2 separate regions of the Gossypium arboreum genome follow, and region 2 is linked to region 1. A link is a contact called in public Hi-C data. All regions are on one chromosome and are shown on one strand. The core of a region is the stretch at or near the end of the contact, and the rest is flanking DNA. Distances in the headings are between cores, read along the strand shown. Region 1 holds the start of LOC108489302. Region 2 holds the start of LOC108487208 (3'-5' exonuclease-like).

Evidence for each region. A called contact is a pair of places that touch in the nucleus more often than the background predicts.
Region 2: a Hi-C map of leaf shows a contact between it and region 1, with 4 times the contacts expected there. The contact joins the promoter of LOC108487208 here to the promoter of LOC108489302 in region 1. A contact is called at or near these places in 2 of 5 Hi-C or Micro-C datasets (both in leaf).

Annotation. Positions count from the first base shown.
Region 1 is chr10:45,361,595-45,368,892 of ASM2569848v2, forward strand. It overlaps LOC108489302, which reads left to right and starts at 3,381. Exons shown (of 4, transcript XM_017793746.2): 1 at 3,381-3,886; 2 at 4,222-5,143. The coding sequence starts at 5,066.
Region 2 is chr10:45,655,707-45,663,062 of ASM2569848v2, forward strand. LOC108487208 (3'-5' exonuclease-like) reads right to left here and starts at 4,265. Exons shown (of 6, transcript XM_017791485.2): 1 at 3,973-4,265; 2 at 3,710-3,889; 3 at 1,933-2,063; 4 at 1,671-1,832; 5 at 1,355-1,465; 6 at 675-1,015. The coding sequence starts at 4,216. The coding sequence ends at 944. LOC108488936 (a long non-coding RNA gene) reads right to left here and starts at 6,339. Exons shown (of 2, transcript XR_001871836.2): 1 at 6,048-6,339; 2 at 5,379-5,747.

The sequences.
Region 1 (7,298 bases), core at 2,131-4,630:
CTCAGCTTCAATAACATTGTACTAGCTGAATCTTGTTAATTAATTCTGGTGAACATTTATTTTATTTTCTACACTCTGCAATATTATCAATTTTATTATACTATGTTGAATAATATTTTTCTTTTCTGAAAATTTTGGGTTTTTCAAAGTTATTTCACCCTCCTCTAACCATTTACCACACACATTTGCTATCATACATAAATTTTTTATTTCTCATTTACTAAAAATTATATCACTCGTGATGTGAAAACTATATAATTAGAATATAAATGTTAGTTATAAAATAATATATAATAAATAATAAAATATATAGTTTGAAAGTAATTGATAAAAATATATGAAATATATATTATATTAAAATAAAAAATAGATTAAATTGTGAGTAAAATAAAAATTAAAAACGTAAGCATAATTAAAATATACATATTATATTAAAATAAAACTTTGATTTAGTGATAAAGTTAATATGTTATTGCTATATATAAATAACACAAGTTCAAATTTATCCACATACAAAAATTTTAATTATTTTGATTTTTTAAATAAAAAATTAAAATATCCACGAAAAATATAATTTATTTTATTTATTAAAGGATGTTTTATAATTTTTCTAATTGAGTTAATATCTTATTGATTCGTGATACTAAATTAATCAAAACTTTGATTAATAGTATAAATATTTTGTTAATATTCTAAAGAAAATATCACCTACATTTATGTGTGCCACAACTTAATAGCGCATTAATCCTTCATATTTCAACTTATTAATATTAGTAATTTCATTTAACCTACATTAATATAACAAAATATTAATTGATGGATATAATATTTCAAAACAGTATGATAAAAAATTGTAATTGTGTTAGTAAATATTATTCAAATAAAATAGTAGTAAAAATATCAAATATGCAATAATAATAGCATTTAGACATATAAAATGATGACTGAATTATGTGATTTTTATTTTTTTGATAAATTACATCCATGATCATTTTAAAATTGGGTATGTTTTATTTTGGTCATTTTAAATAAAATAATTGTGTAACAACTTAGTCACTTTTGTTAAAATTTTCTTTTTCTTTTAACGAATTGTTGACGTGGTACATTAGTCTATTGAGTGACTAACATGTGACATTTTTTATTGACTTTTAACTAAAGTTTATGGACCTCTCTATAAAGTTTAGAGGGAAAAAAGTTTTGGGTTAATTATAGGGAAGTCCCTAAACTTTAGTCAAAAGTCAATAAAAAATGTCACGTGACAATCACTCAATGTGCCAATATGCCACATTAGCAATCTGTTAAAAGAAAATAGAAATTTAACAACAATGATTAATTCTCATTGTTATTTTATTTAGAGTGATTAAATTGAAAAAAAAATTAAAGTGACTAAAATAAGATAGATTCTATTTTAGAATGATTACAAGTGTAGTTTACAATTATTATTTTTTATATAAACTATACAACAAAATATATGTTGATTCAAACCACCTATTCTTCATAAATCATTTGAGAAAACTTCGCCCTCACTAAAAGAGATTTTCCAAGATAATTACTCAAGCAAAGAGGCTCTTCCAAATCCTAAAAAAATATTTTTAAGGCTCATGTTAAATTAGTAAGATCCTTTGATTCCAACACCAACTTATTAGGTTAGAATATAATCATTTTATCATATTTAATTACACATTATTTAAGGTCTTCATGAATCTTTATTTAATACGTATTCATTTGACGAGGCTCTGATTAAACTTCAACTCGTTTATATAAACTTCCTCCATCAATAACAAGAAAAGTTTCAAAAGATCACATCCCTAATCTCCCCATTTATATATTAACAATGACTCTCAACTATAATATGAACTATCTTTTATCTCAATTGAATTTCATATCAACAATATAATATTTCATTAACGTAATAATTATTTAAATATTATTAAAAATTCTTTAAATATGTAATTAATTTTTTAAGTCAATAATATTTAAGTGAATTGAAAAATATATTGCAAAGTAATGACATTATGTAAAACATTATTTTAATTTATTCACTTGATGAGATTATTGTTATTAGATTATAACATATACACTATGTAAGTGAATAATATTTATATAATAAATACTTATTAAAATTTAATGTAACAAATAAATAGAGTATAGGTTGAAATGATAAAGTTAATATATTAAAATTGTGTTTTAAGTATAAATCAAACATGTTGTATATTTTTTAGATTTTACCTAAAATATAAAATGATAGATATATCCTCATAGTATATATATTTTTTAATTTTACAAATAGATCTGGATTCAATTGATGAGTGCCATTAACTAAAAATTATTATTGTTGAGATTAATTAAATCATAAATTATAATTGATATCAAAATTTTACTTTTTAAAACAAAAAAATGACTTTAAATTTTAAGTGCAAAAGTTACACTTTTATGAATTTCATATGATGATTTGATAGTTAAGAATATTCACTACCCTAAATGTGACTTAGGTTTGAGTCGTGTTAATTGCGTGATTATTTAAATTTTACCTTATTATTGTAATTTACTAAAAAATATTGTAATTTACCAAAAAAATATCTTTTATGTAGATTTAGAGGCATGTATAATTTCTTCTTATAATTTTAATATACTGATGGATATTGTATTAACAGTAAAATAGTAATTTAAAAGAAAGTTAATGATTACTGAAACCATCCACTCTACATTCCACCTCCATTAAAAAAAAAAAAGTGACTAGACTTAGTATTACAATCTCCAATCCAAATTTAGATTCAACAATATTATCCTCAAATATTCCAATTTAACAAGTAAATAAGTTAGACATAAAAATAAAATCAAATAACCAAATTCGAACCCATTATTTATAATAATAAAAGATTCAAGAAATAAATTCAAACATAAAAATAAAATGAATATATTCCAAATTCACTGCTTAAAATATCTAAATTAATAATAATAAAAAACGCAAATCCAAAATGAATAAATCTCATTTGCAGTATCTACTATCATTGATGGTGAGATGAAATCTTTCCCATAAAAGAGTACACCATATTACGTACAAAACACAGGTTTTTTTTTAAATTTTACATCTTATATTTATTTTATAATTTATGATTAGAAAGTGATAATATATAATTTGTTTCTTAAATTTATTTATTTGTAATGCTTAATTTTTTGAATTTAATTGATCATTAAATTTATATTGCATCAATCAAGTTAATACCTTTATACTATAAAAATCTCTTAAAACTTCACGTGATAAACATAAATATAATTTTTATTTTAAAAAAATTATATTTATCATCATACTCAATCAATACAAACTAAACGGTAGTATTCTAAGCGAGTGTAATCTAATGTAATCTTTAACTTGTAAGCGTCTAACAATCGATTTGGGCCTTTTATCGGCCTCTAACTCTATATATTTTCCTTTTCCTATCTTTTTCTTTTCTCTTTTTTTTCCCCTTCCCTTACCTTCCCTTCTCTTCTCTTCTCTTTGTTTGGTTTTTAATTTTCTTTTCTCATTTTATGTATATATATTTTCTCTCTCTCTCGCGTGTAACTTCCGAACGAAATCATAGTAAGGGCCTTGTTGTTGCAAAACAAGCTTTTCTCATTCTCTCTCTTTTGGTCTTTCCATCCATATCTTTCTTAAATATACCCAGACCCCTTCAAAAAACCTAAAACAATATTAATCATATGACTGCAAAACAAGATTGAAACTGATATAAAACTTTGCTTACTTCTTCTTTCTATCTATCTATTTCCTTTTAACTCTATATTTCTATAATCTAATCTTTTATTAATCTGACAAACAAACAAACAAACCAACAAGGATCTATTTATTCTTCCTTTCTACAATGCCCACTTTGTTGCGGGCAAGGTAATTATTAATCTTCCCATTTATCTTCAGTATTTCAATGTTGTTTTTGTTTTTCAAAAGTTGGTTTTTCTCTCCTTTTCTGAAAAAAAAACAAACAAAACAGAATTTACGTTTTGAATCAAATCTTTCCTTTTCGCTTTTTGATCGATACCCATTTACCCTAAGGTTCTCGGAGCAAAAGTGTTTCCTTTTTTATAAATTTTCTTGTTTTTTCGAGATTTCTTTTTGTTTAATCGTTGTTGGATAAAATTTGGGTTTCCATGATTTTTGCTTCTTAATGGGTACTTAATTTTTTACTCAGTAGAAGTTTTTGTTTCATGGGTTTTCTTTTTTAGGGTTTTCATGCGGATCAACAGATTGGGGAAATTTCCTAAATTGGGAACTGATTAGGGTTCCGATCAGAGTAGAAATGGGCTCAAGCTCCAGTATTTGGGTTGTCGGATTGAAGAGTTATTTGCCTCAAACTTTGGTTTTTGAACAGATTGCTTAAGAAAAATGGTGATTGCTAGGCTTTTGGGCATGGAAGAAGATTGCTTTCTTATGGAATTGTGTATACAGTGATTAGACAAGCTTGAATATTTTTACCTGTTTTAGACAAAAGTGTGTTAGGGTTTTCAGTATTTTTATGTGTTTGATCACAATTGGGGGATGGTTTTGGTATTGGATTATTATTGGAAGGAGGAGGTGATGATTCCTTATTATCCGGGAAGACACCATAGAAGGTCAGATTGTACTGGACCATTTTTGTTTCTAAGAAAACCGTTTGGTTTAACATAACTTTGGAGCTAGAATTCTTGATCAAAAGAGCATTTCTTGAAGTTAGCTTTCTATTTCGGGCATTGTTGAAGTAGCTTAGTGTAAGATTATTGTAGGGTTTAGTAAGTGATCCTGGACTTGCAGTGGCATTTTTTGCAGTTGAAGTGATTTCTTTAGTGGTTGGTAGTTGACTTGGGGTTACCTTTGAGGTTAGAGTGATTAAGGGGCGTGGTGGGTTTTAGGAACTTTTTGAGCTGTTAAGAGTGATAGGACTCATGGAGGAACATTGAAGCTGGAAATGTGTGCAGGGATACGGAGCATAGTTTCTGGTTGTTCCCTTTCTGGAACATTGCTTCTGGAAGATAATTCAAGTGCTTTGGCTTTCGGAAGGCATCCGTGTATTGGTTTCTGAACTTCTGTGAAATGTCGCGTTGCTTTCCCTTCCCACCACCAGGATATGAAAAGAAGGCTAGGACCGATGATGCAGACTTTCTAAAAAAGGTTAACACCGTTTACTTATGTTCTGTAACATTTTGCTTGACTCAAACTATACTTTATGTATTCATAATATTTTGTGATTGCTTTTATTGAGGATTCAAGAAAAATGCCATGGCTTGCTTAATGAAGCACTTATGTGATTTAGTGGTTAAGACTGGTAGCTTGTATATTCTGAAAGATAAGATCTTAATAATCTAGGAATGAATAGCAGAACGGGAGCTTATTTGAAGCGATAGAACAGTGCTTCTGGTGCCTAATTTAGGTACTCACCATTAAGCACTATTTGTGATGTTTATGAGTGAATGAACCCTTTTCATAGCTTTATTTTCAGTTATTGTTATGGTGTTGGAATCTGACTTAGGATTTTGGAATTTTGCATCACTTAAGGATATTGCATCACTAGGTGGTTCCTTCTTAATCTACTGTGCACAAAACTCCAACGGATGATGTTGGACTTGTTCTAGGAATCATATGTGAAGGAAGGTTCATGTTTGTTCCTGAAGATTACTTTTTTTTTCAACAATTATTCTTTCTTAATTTGTTACCTTTTCCCTCTGTTATTACATATGTTATATTCTTGTTCCACCCTGTAATAAGTGACAGAGTTTTGTGTAGACACAGGCTGGTCCTATTGGCTTGGGTTTTAAATTACTAATTTGTTAAGAATGGATTACTTATTTTGATGCCTGTTTTACAATATCTTGAAGAAGCAGTTTGTTCCCAAGTTTTGACTTTGTTAATATCTGTTAGAATATTGGGATAACCCGTGTGTGTTTGGACTAAATATATTTTTTTTGCATAAGAAACTTGGCTATGACAAATTAATGTGGCACCAATGGAGTTGAGAAATATGGCCTGTTCAGATCAAGTGATTTGAACTGGAAGATATAGAGTTAGTTTTTTGCAGCTTTTGCTAGTCAGATTGAGAGTGAACTAATTAGCTCATTTAAGTGTATGAAATTGAAGGAAGTGCTTTAAATAAGCCAGAAGAAACAAGTTGTATTTCTTGTTTCAATATGATGTAGTATTTAGTTCCATCTGTTTGAAACTTCATTAGGTAGGTTATGTCTTCTGTCTAAGACACTTGGATGTCCAAAAGTCACTGGCTATGCAGTTTTAATAATTAATCCAAGAGCTTTCTGGTTGAGTGTTGAATGCTAGTTAAAGGTACAGATTTTTGCTTAATTTGACTTAATTTAAGAACAAGGAGATCAAAGGGCTCTGACTTTCTTTTACTCACATTCAACGAGTTATTCTTTTTCTTTTAAATTTATTTTTTAATTTTGCTAATGCTAGTTGTGATCATGTTTGCATGAAATTAGCTACGCTTGAAGGTGATTGTTTAATGAAGTATTAATGTTAATTCGTGTACGTGTGACTCTTTTTGCCTCTCTTCCATATTCAATATATTTTTTTTTTCCTTCTCTTTTTATTGCATTTGGTAATTTAAATATTGATAATCCATATGTTCAGCTTTACTATGATGCTACATAAGAAATATATCCTCTCCAGTGGGATATTAACAGTGACATATAACTTTTTTATATGTCCTCATATTCAAAGAACTTCTATTCTTCTACAGTGTACCAAAATTGGCTTCTCTTATGTTCTTGTTTCAAATTCCCACTCCCCTTGTCTATTCTCCCAATTCGGTTTCCAGGATATGTCTCTGAATGAATTTTTAGTAAGTGTACTAGGGGTATATTAGATCATAAAGGAATAATTCAGATTAATTCCCTGTAGTAGATCCCTCTCTTCGCACATCTGTTGTTCTAAGTGCATATAAAAGAAGCTTGATTGCTTCATTATTCCAGTGTTATCATTGTCCTGTATTACCCGCTAAAAATAATTTAAACCTCAGATGTAAAATCTTGTACCTATTTAACAATTCCTATTCAGATGTAAAATCTTGTGTGATTTTGTATCATAGCTGCATTTGAATTCTGTTACCTGTTGCCACCTTTTGTGTTCCTATGGTTTGTTTGTTTTTCAAAAGAGCTCGATATGTATTCAATAGTTTTTGTTGTGATGTAGTAACTATTTAATGCAGTCATGATGTTTCAAATGGCTAAAATAGTATTTAACATGAATCTATGCTGTTGCAGAATGCTGACTTGATCTATATACTGGTTTTGCATCCTTGTTCTGTAAGAGATTG
Region 2 (7,356 bases), core at 3,015-5,514, 290 kb after region 1:
CTTAGTTTAATATTGAATTTTTTCATTCATTGTCTCTATTCACTCATGTCTATTAATTTTTCAACAAATCTCTTCATTCATTTCCTCTCCTCTATATAAAGCCAAGTTAGGAGATTTCAAAAACATATCATCGTCAAAACTATCAATATAAAAAACTCTTTCTAAATTCATTTCTCCTAGTAATAGAGAAAGACAAGATTATGTTAGATTGATCACTATTGTTGTGCTACTACTGTGATCATTTGTTGTTATATCCTGGGAGGCAAATGTCCAACATTACTCAAAGCACCGAGGTGAGGACGAATCTGTCTTAAGGAAACTACTTATACAGGCCTAGACAAAATTCCTCTTTTAAATTTTAACTTTGTCCGATTACTGGTATTCTGTTGTGTTACTGCCACTGTATTGTATTGCATTATCATTGTTATTGACATATTAATACTACATATGATATCAAATTTTCTTACAAAACAACCAAAACAAAAACTTTCCCATAATTTAATGACTACTGGTATAATTTACCCAAAAAAAAACAAACTAAACTCCAATGCTCAATAAACTTGATCATGTACGAATTGAGTTTTTTCTAATACTAATTAAATGAAAAATATATATTTAAATAATCAATTAAACACGAGCTACGTTAAGATATTCGAAATCGATTTGTAATAAAGTTTTAAGCCGCATGAAAAGTACAAATTAGATGATGTTGAATTAACAAATACAATATTTGTTCATAAATAGAGATGCAGATCATCTTTGCTGCAACATTAAATCATATACAACAATTGCATATAAACAAGGAATTCGAAAGTGGCCAAAAACAAACACATGCAATTACCAACTAGATAAAATACTTTACCTCTTTGTTTCTTGGCCTAAACAAACTGCCTTGACTTAAAACCGACTAACGGCAAGCACAATATCAAACTTACTATGAAAATCATTGAGATGAAATGGTTTCACTTCGTTTATCTGCCGGATCCTTCACTGCATCAGGAAGGCTCTTTAAGACCTGCATTTGCAATGCAATATCAAAATACTTATTAGGAAAAAGAATAGTGCTATAAGTCTACATTGCTCCAACTTCAGTTTTCTTGAAGTACTCATGTCCAACACCCATAGTTCGATGTATATCCAGACATAAATATGGATAAATGATCCTCCAATGACTTTTTAAATACATAAAATCTTGAAAATATTTGAACATATGAGTCCAATAAAAACTCAAGGCCAACATAAATAGTAGCAATTGTAACAATGGTAACGTAAACTTACAATGAAGGCTGAAAATCCAAGCCTATCTACATTTATGATAGGAGAATAGAATATTTTATTGAAATTGTAATATTACCTGGTATATTTGCCATGAAGCGAAAGCATCAGTTGCTGCATACTGTAGTTGCGCATTGGATAAAGGATATAACTCCCAGTTTCCCAGCCTAATTTTCTTGGGCTTCGGAAGCTGCAATACTCAAATTTCAATAAGATTTCCCAATGAAAGCATTCTGCCTCTATGCTCAAAGTGAAACCAAAACAAAATATCATGGTGGAATCTGAAAAGCTAGTACGATTTACCGAATGAGAACTAATATCATATTACGAGTACATAAGATGAAAGACTGCTTCAGTCTTCTCCAGGCTTTCAAATAGAAGAATTATATGGATACCTCTTTGCAAATAAACTCCTCTGTCAGAGCAGCAAGACTCCAGTGCCGGCAATTACTACCAAATTTTTGATTCGCTAGATCTGAAAGATCTTCCAAAGCATTAACAGATACTTTATAGTCACTGAACACCTTGACAGCATCGCCATCAATTGCAACTCCAACCTGTTCATTCACAAGCATCATTTCGAAATAGTATATAAACCTGATACAGAAATTCAGGAGTTTAGGTTGCCAATTAACAGATTAACTGTAGAGATATTACTTTTATAATTTCGGAGTCCTCAAGAAGAACCTGCAGACTTTGAGGTATGCCAGAATGAAAAATATGCATCACATAACAATACTGACTGTCACAACATATCTGCATCACCGCAGCCTTCCCAGGCAAAATTCCTACAGTGTCAAAATTCCAAAGATAAACATTTATCCATGCAGTATTGTATAATGCAATTATAAACAAACTCCTTGTACCCTTTGCAAAAGCATGAAAATGAGTATAAAGTTCTGTTCTTATACATATAATTGAATGGGATGCAAGGATGTAACCGTAGTTTTTATTCCCAAACTAGGCAGCATTTTAACCAATTCCATCCACCCAACACGATGCAAGAAGAGGTTCTAAAGGTGTGTTTGTAACACTTAGATTGAAATGTTAGCAAGTAATTAGTCCCCTGTTATAGAGTTCTAATCTGCAAAGTCCCAAAAAGTCATCCCCATTTCCCTTAAGTACATTACATGGACTTTTCAATAAAGATTGCCACTTCATCAATATGATACGGCACATAATATGTGTTTTACACTTCATCACAAATGTGGATACAACTTACTGTTTTAGTTGGATGATGAAGGGTGGTGGTCCGTCCTTTCTATGATTCACCAATAAAATGTATGTTAATTATTAATATAAAAGTAAAAAACAAATACTCATTATATTTGGTATTGCATTATTTTCATTTATGTATCTTTATTTAAGACATTGTTAAAATATGCATCCACATACTTTTATCTAACTTTTAGATCCTTTTTAGCCAATTCCAAGACTTAAAAAGAAAAACCAAACATGCAGACACATACAAGTGTTGGATATCAATACCAGAGTCCACACAAGCCAATGTCTATAGTACCAAACAGATACTACTTTTCATGAAAGTTCAAGAGGGCAAGACAGAAACCAGATAGACAAGTGATATGTTAGTAGAGGTGTATGAATTCTGTGTACTAGTACAAATTCAATATGTGCATGTTTCAATGCTATACTAAATGCAATCAGAGAATGATCTAAATAGACCACTTCTACCAGAAAGTAGACAAGATAAGGGAAAAACATGAATATAAATAACGGTTTGCAAGCATACAACCATTTAGGTTATCACAGTTAAGAGTATTTCAATTAAAAGGAAATGATTGGTAATGGCAACAGCAACTCATGAAACATGGATTAAAGAGCTATATTGCTTTGACTCTTCATTTTACTAAAGTACCTGTATTCAACGCATAGTTGGACAGGAGTATAGGGATATGACCATTCGAGGATCTCCAAATACATTAAAAACATAGGAAAAAATTGAATATTTCTGTGTTGGGAACTTCCCCATATCCGGCACTCACACCTAAGGCCGAGTAATATAGGTAAAGAGTGCTTACTTTCTGCTTTAAAAGAAATTATAGCAATGCTGCTTTATGGAAGAAAGGAAGAGGACAACACCAAACACGAGATATATATTTTGTTTTAAAATATGGCATATCAGAACCACTAAACATAAAAAAAATAATTAAATTAAATTAAAACCTACGAAAAAAAACACAATGCCAATTCTAGCATAAGTATTCTATCTAGAAATCATGCAATGTGAAAAAAATTCCAACTTTAAGTCTCAATTCTTTAAAATAATGATCAAAGATACCTTAGAGAGGTTTCATATTAACTTAAGAGATTTTCACATTTATTTGTTTTCACACTTTTTTTCTTTCTTAGGAAATAAAGAGAAAGGATTATATGAAATGAATGTAACAAGACAAGGAGGGTAAAGGAAGCAAACCTTTTTGGAAAGAGGGCTTCCACTCAATATCAAACCCTAAAGCAACTTGACCCATTTCTTTCTTCTTAATTTCAACAATTTTTAATAGCTCCATTGCAGCATTTTCTACCTCATCTTCCGTAAAGCTATACAAAATATGACCTCCAAATCTCAACGGCGGATATCTAAGCCTTGTATTAGCTGCCAATCAGAAAAATCAAAGGGTTTACTATTAGTGCATTTATTTTAATTACAAAATGGGTAAAGTAAGGGATAGCAAATACATTGACAACGAGCGAAGGAAGACGGAAAAGAAGGCGGGGGTGAGAGAATAGAATGGGGCAATTGGCGGCTGGTTTTGAGGTTATCTTGATGATGGACGGCGGACTTGCGTTTCTTGCGAGAAGATGAAGGAGGAGAAGGAGGAGTAGGAGGAGTGGCTTCAATGGCATCCATTAATCGGATCACGTCTTCAGTGAAATGGTCGTCCCAATCCAAACTGAAACTATTGTAGTCTTTGAATTCCATTTCTACATCTGAAATAGAATTCTGGATTTGGTTGAACCAGTTTGGGCTTTTAATGGCTAAAAACGTTCAAATTTTGATCATGGCGTCTGGTAGAGTAATGGGCCGATTTTCAAAAAGTTTTTGCAAGGATTTGAGCCCATCCCAGTCCAATTCGCACAAAATACTTTCTAATATTTTAATTTAATTCAGGCCTGCCCGACCCCTGAAACTTTTTGTCAATCCCCATCAACATCTTTAGCCTCGGGTCAACCTTGAATTTTGACTAGTTTTTGAAAACTTTCTCCAAAATTTCTCTAATAAGAAATAAAATTTTATATTTTCTCCAAAATTTGTTTAATAAATTGAAAAAATCAAGTGAAAAGAATATAATTTTGAAAAGATAAATACTAAATCTAAATTATAAAATTTATTTAATATATTATCTTTTGTTAAATAAAAATAATAGTGATAATTTTAATTACATAAAATTGAGTTATAACATGAAAAGAAGTTTAAAAGCATAAAATAGATATTAATTTTATCTTCTGAATATAAAATATTTAATTTAGAAAAACTTTTACACACTCTTAATTCTACTTAACAGTATATCTTATGCCATATGTTGTTCCCAGCATTAAAATTTAAAATATTTTAATAACTAAACATTTAGTATTTCTAATTTAGAGTTATAAAATGGAAAATAACCTAAGAACTAGAGTTTTTTTTATATTTTAATATAAAAATATTTTTACAGACCCTAATTCTGCTTAACCGATCTTCTACCAAATTTTAATCCTAATTTATATTAAAATTTAAATATTGTTATGAATATCTCATTAAGTGGATGTCCATCATGATTAAGATAAAGTTTTATGTACTTTAAATTCTAATAGTTATTAAAATTAGATCTCTACTTCTTTTATACTTCTTATGCCTATAAATAGAGACTCTAATGAAGTATTATAATCATCCATTTGATTAATAAAGTAAATTCTCTATTGCTTTCATATTTTATTTGTTCTTTATTCTCTCTATCTCTCTTTATTTTATAATATGTTGTCAACATGATGATTCTCTATAATTTTTTTCAAAATCTTTCGAAGTCATCCCACAGATCAAATTATTTTTCACCTTAAACTTTCACCTTTACAACTTCATCTTCAAGATGTTGAAAGATTCAATCTCAGAATGAATTATAATTTTTATTCTCGATCTTTGATTTATTGTACAAGCATCGTGTAATAGGTCAATTTTGACCTGGGCTTATAATAAATAAACCAATAATGTCCAAATTTTAAAATCCAAATTACAAAAATTAAAACCCAAACTACAACCCATATCAAAACCCAATACCTAACTTAAGCCCTAAACCCAATTACCCAATACACATCAGCCCACTATCCTAAAACATTTTCAATCAAACCCTAGGAGCTGCCCTAGCCATTGCCCTCTCCCACGTGCTTCGTCGGCAAGTCCAACGCCCGAAAGTCGGCTCCCCTAACACCGCTTGTACCAACATGGCAAGCTTTTGCACCATCGCTTCCGTCTAGGCCTACAAAACGAGAACAAAAAAAAAGAAAGCAAGACAGAGAGCAGAGAAACACGCAAAATAGAAGAAGAAACAAGCAGAGAATAGTAAGAAATCATATGTAATCGGCTATAAAGCCAAAAGAAAAGATCAATGTAAAAGGGGGGGACCGATTGTTCAAAGAAAAAATACTTATCAATAAAAAAGAGAGCGTTTTGAAGGTAGTTTCTTTTTTTTTTTTTTTTTGCTCTTTATTTCATTCTATTCTTTTCATTTTTACATATATTTATACGAAAATCAAAAGAAGAAGGAAACAAAAAATACCTGAATCGGTCTCCCTCTTCGTCGATGGACGTAGTCGGTGACAGAGTGGTTGTATGTTCGTTTGTTAATCATTTTCTCCATTTTAAAAAAAATAAAAACTGATTTAAAGTTCTTTAAAAAAAAAGGGAAAGGAGGTTTCGAAACGGGGCTGAAAGGCCCTTGTCTATACACCGTCGGCCGCCGACGCCATGGTGGCACAGTGGGCAGAGAAAGCGCCTTCGTCGGAAGAGATGAGAGGTTTCAAAACTTTTTTGTTTTTTTTCTAAAAATATATATATATAAAGATGGGTTTTAAGACATTGAATGAAACAACTGTGTCGGATGTGAATCCGTGCATTCCCACCTTGAAAGGGTGATTTACATTTTTAATCCCTCCCTTTTGTAGCACCACTTGATCAGGCTTATTTTTTTTTATTATTTGTGATTTGGCCCTCAAATTTCGTGTGGTTTTTTTTAATTCAGTCCCTTGGACTGTCTTGCTGAACATGCGTAGGGAACCAAGGGAATGTTTTCCCATCTAGTCCCTGCTAGTTTTAATGCGCTTCGTTCGGATCCTTGATTAACTTTCCAGTATTTATATTGAGCACCCCGAAATTTTAGCTTGTTTTCATCCCTGTCCTTAATTCATTTACTTCATTTATTTGCTTATTCTTTTAGAAACTGTTGTATTGCTTATTATTTTATTATTTTGCATTATTTGTTTCAAGTTTTGTATCATTCAACTTAAACCTTTTCATATGTATTTTTTGTTTGATTATCATAAATTATTACATCTTGTTTATTTTAAAATTTGTTTTACATATATTATTTTTATATATTCTATTTATTTTTAGACTGCCTTATTATATATTAATACATTATTTCATTTATCATATTCTTTAAATTTTGTATATATATTATCTAGCTAAAACTATTTTATATATATAACTATTTTATATTCTTTATTTTAGATTTCTTTTATACATTATTTATTTTAAACTTGTTATATTATTCTCAAGCTATTTATATATTATTCTTTTTTCTAAACGTTATTTGAGCTAAACTATTTTTATGTCATTCTAAAATTTGTTAGACGTTACTTATTTGTAAATTTTATGTATCATTTATTTTAAGCTATTTCAGTATATTTTATTTATTTTGAAAGGTTTTACATATATTTGATTTTGAATTTGTTTTCATGTATTATCTATTTAAAATTATTTTATTATTTTAAATTATTTTATATACTTATTTTTAAACTCCATTTTATTTATTTTAAAATGTTTCATTATTATTTATATTAAGTTTTTTCCATATTATTCATTTTACC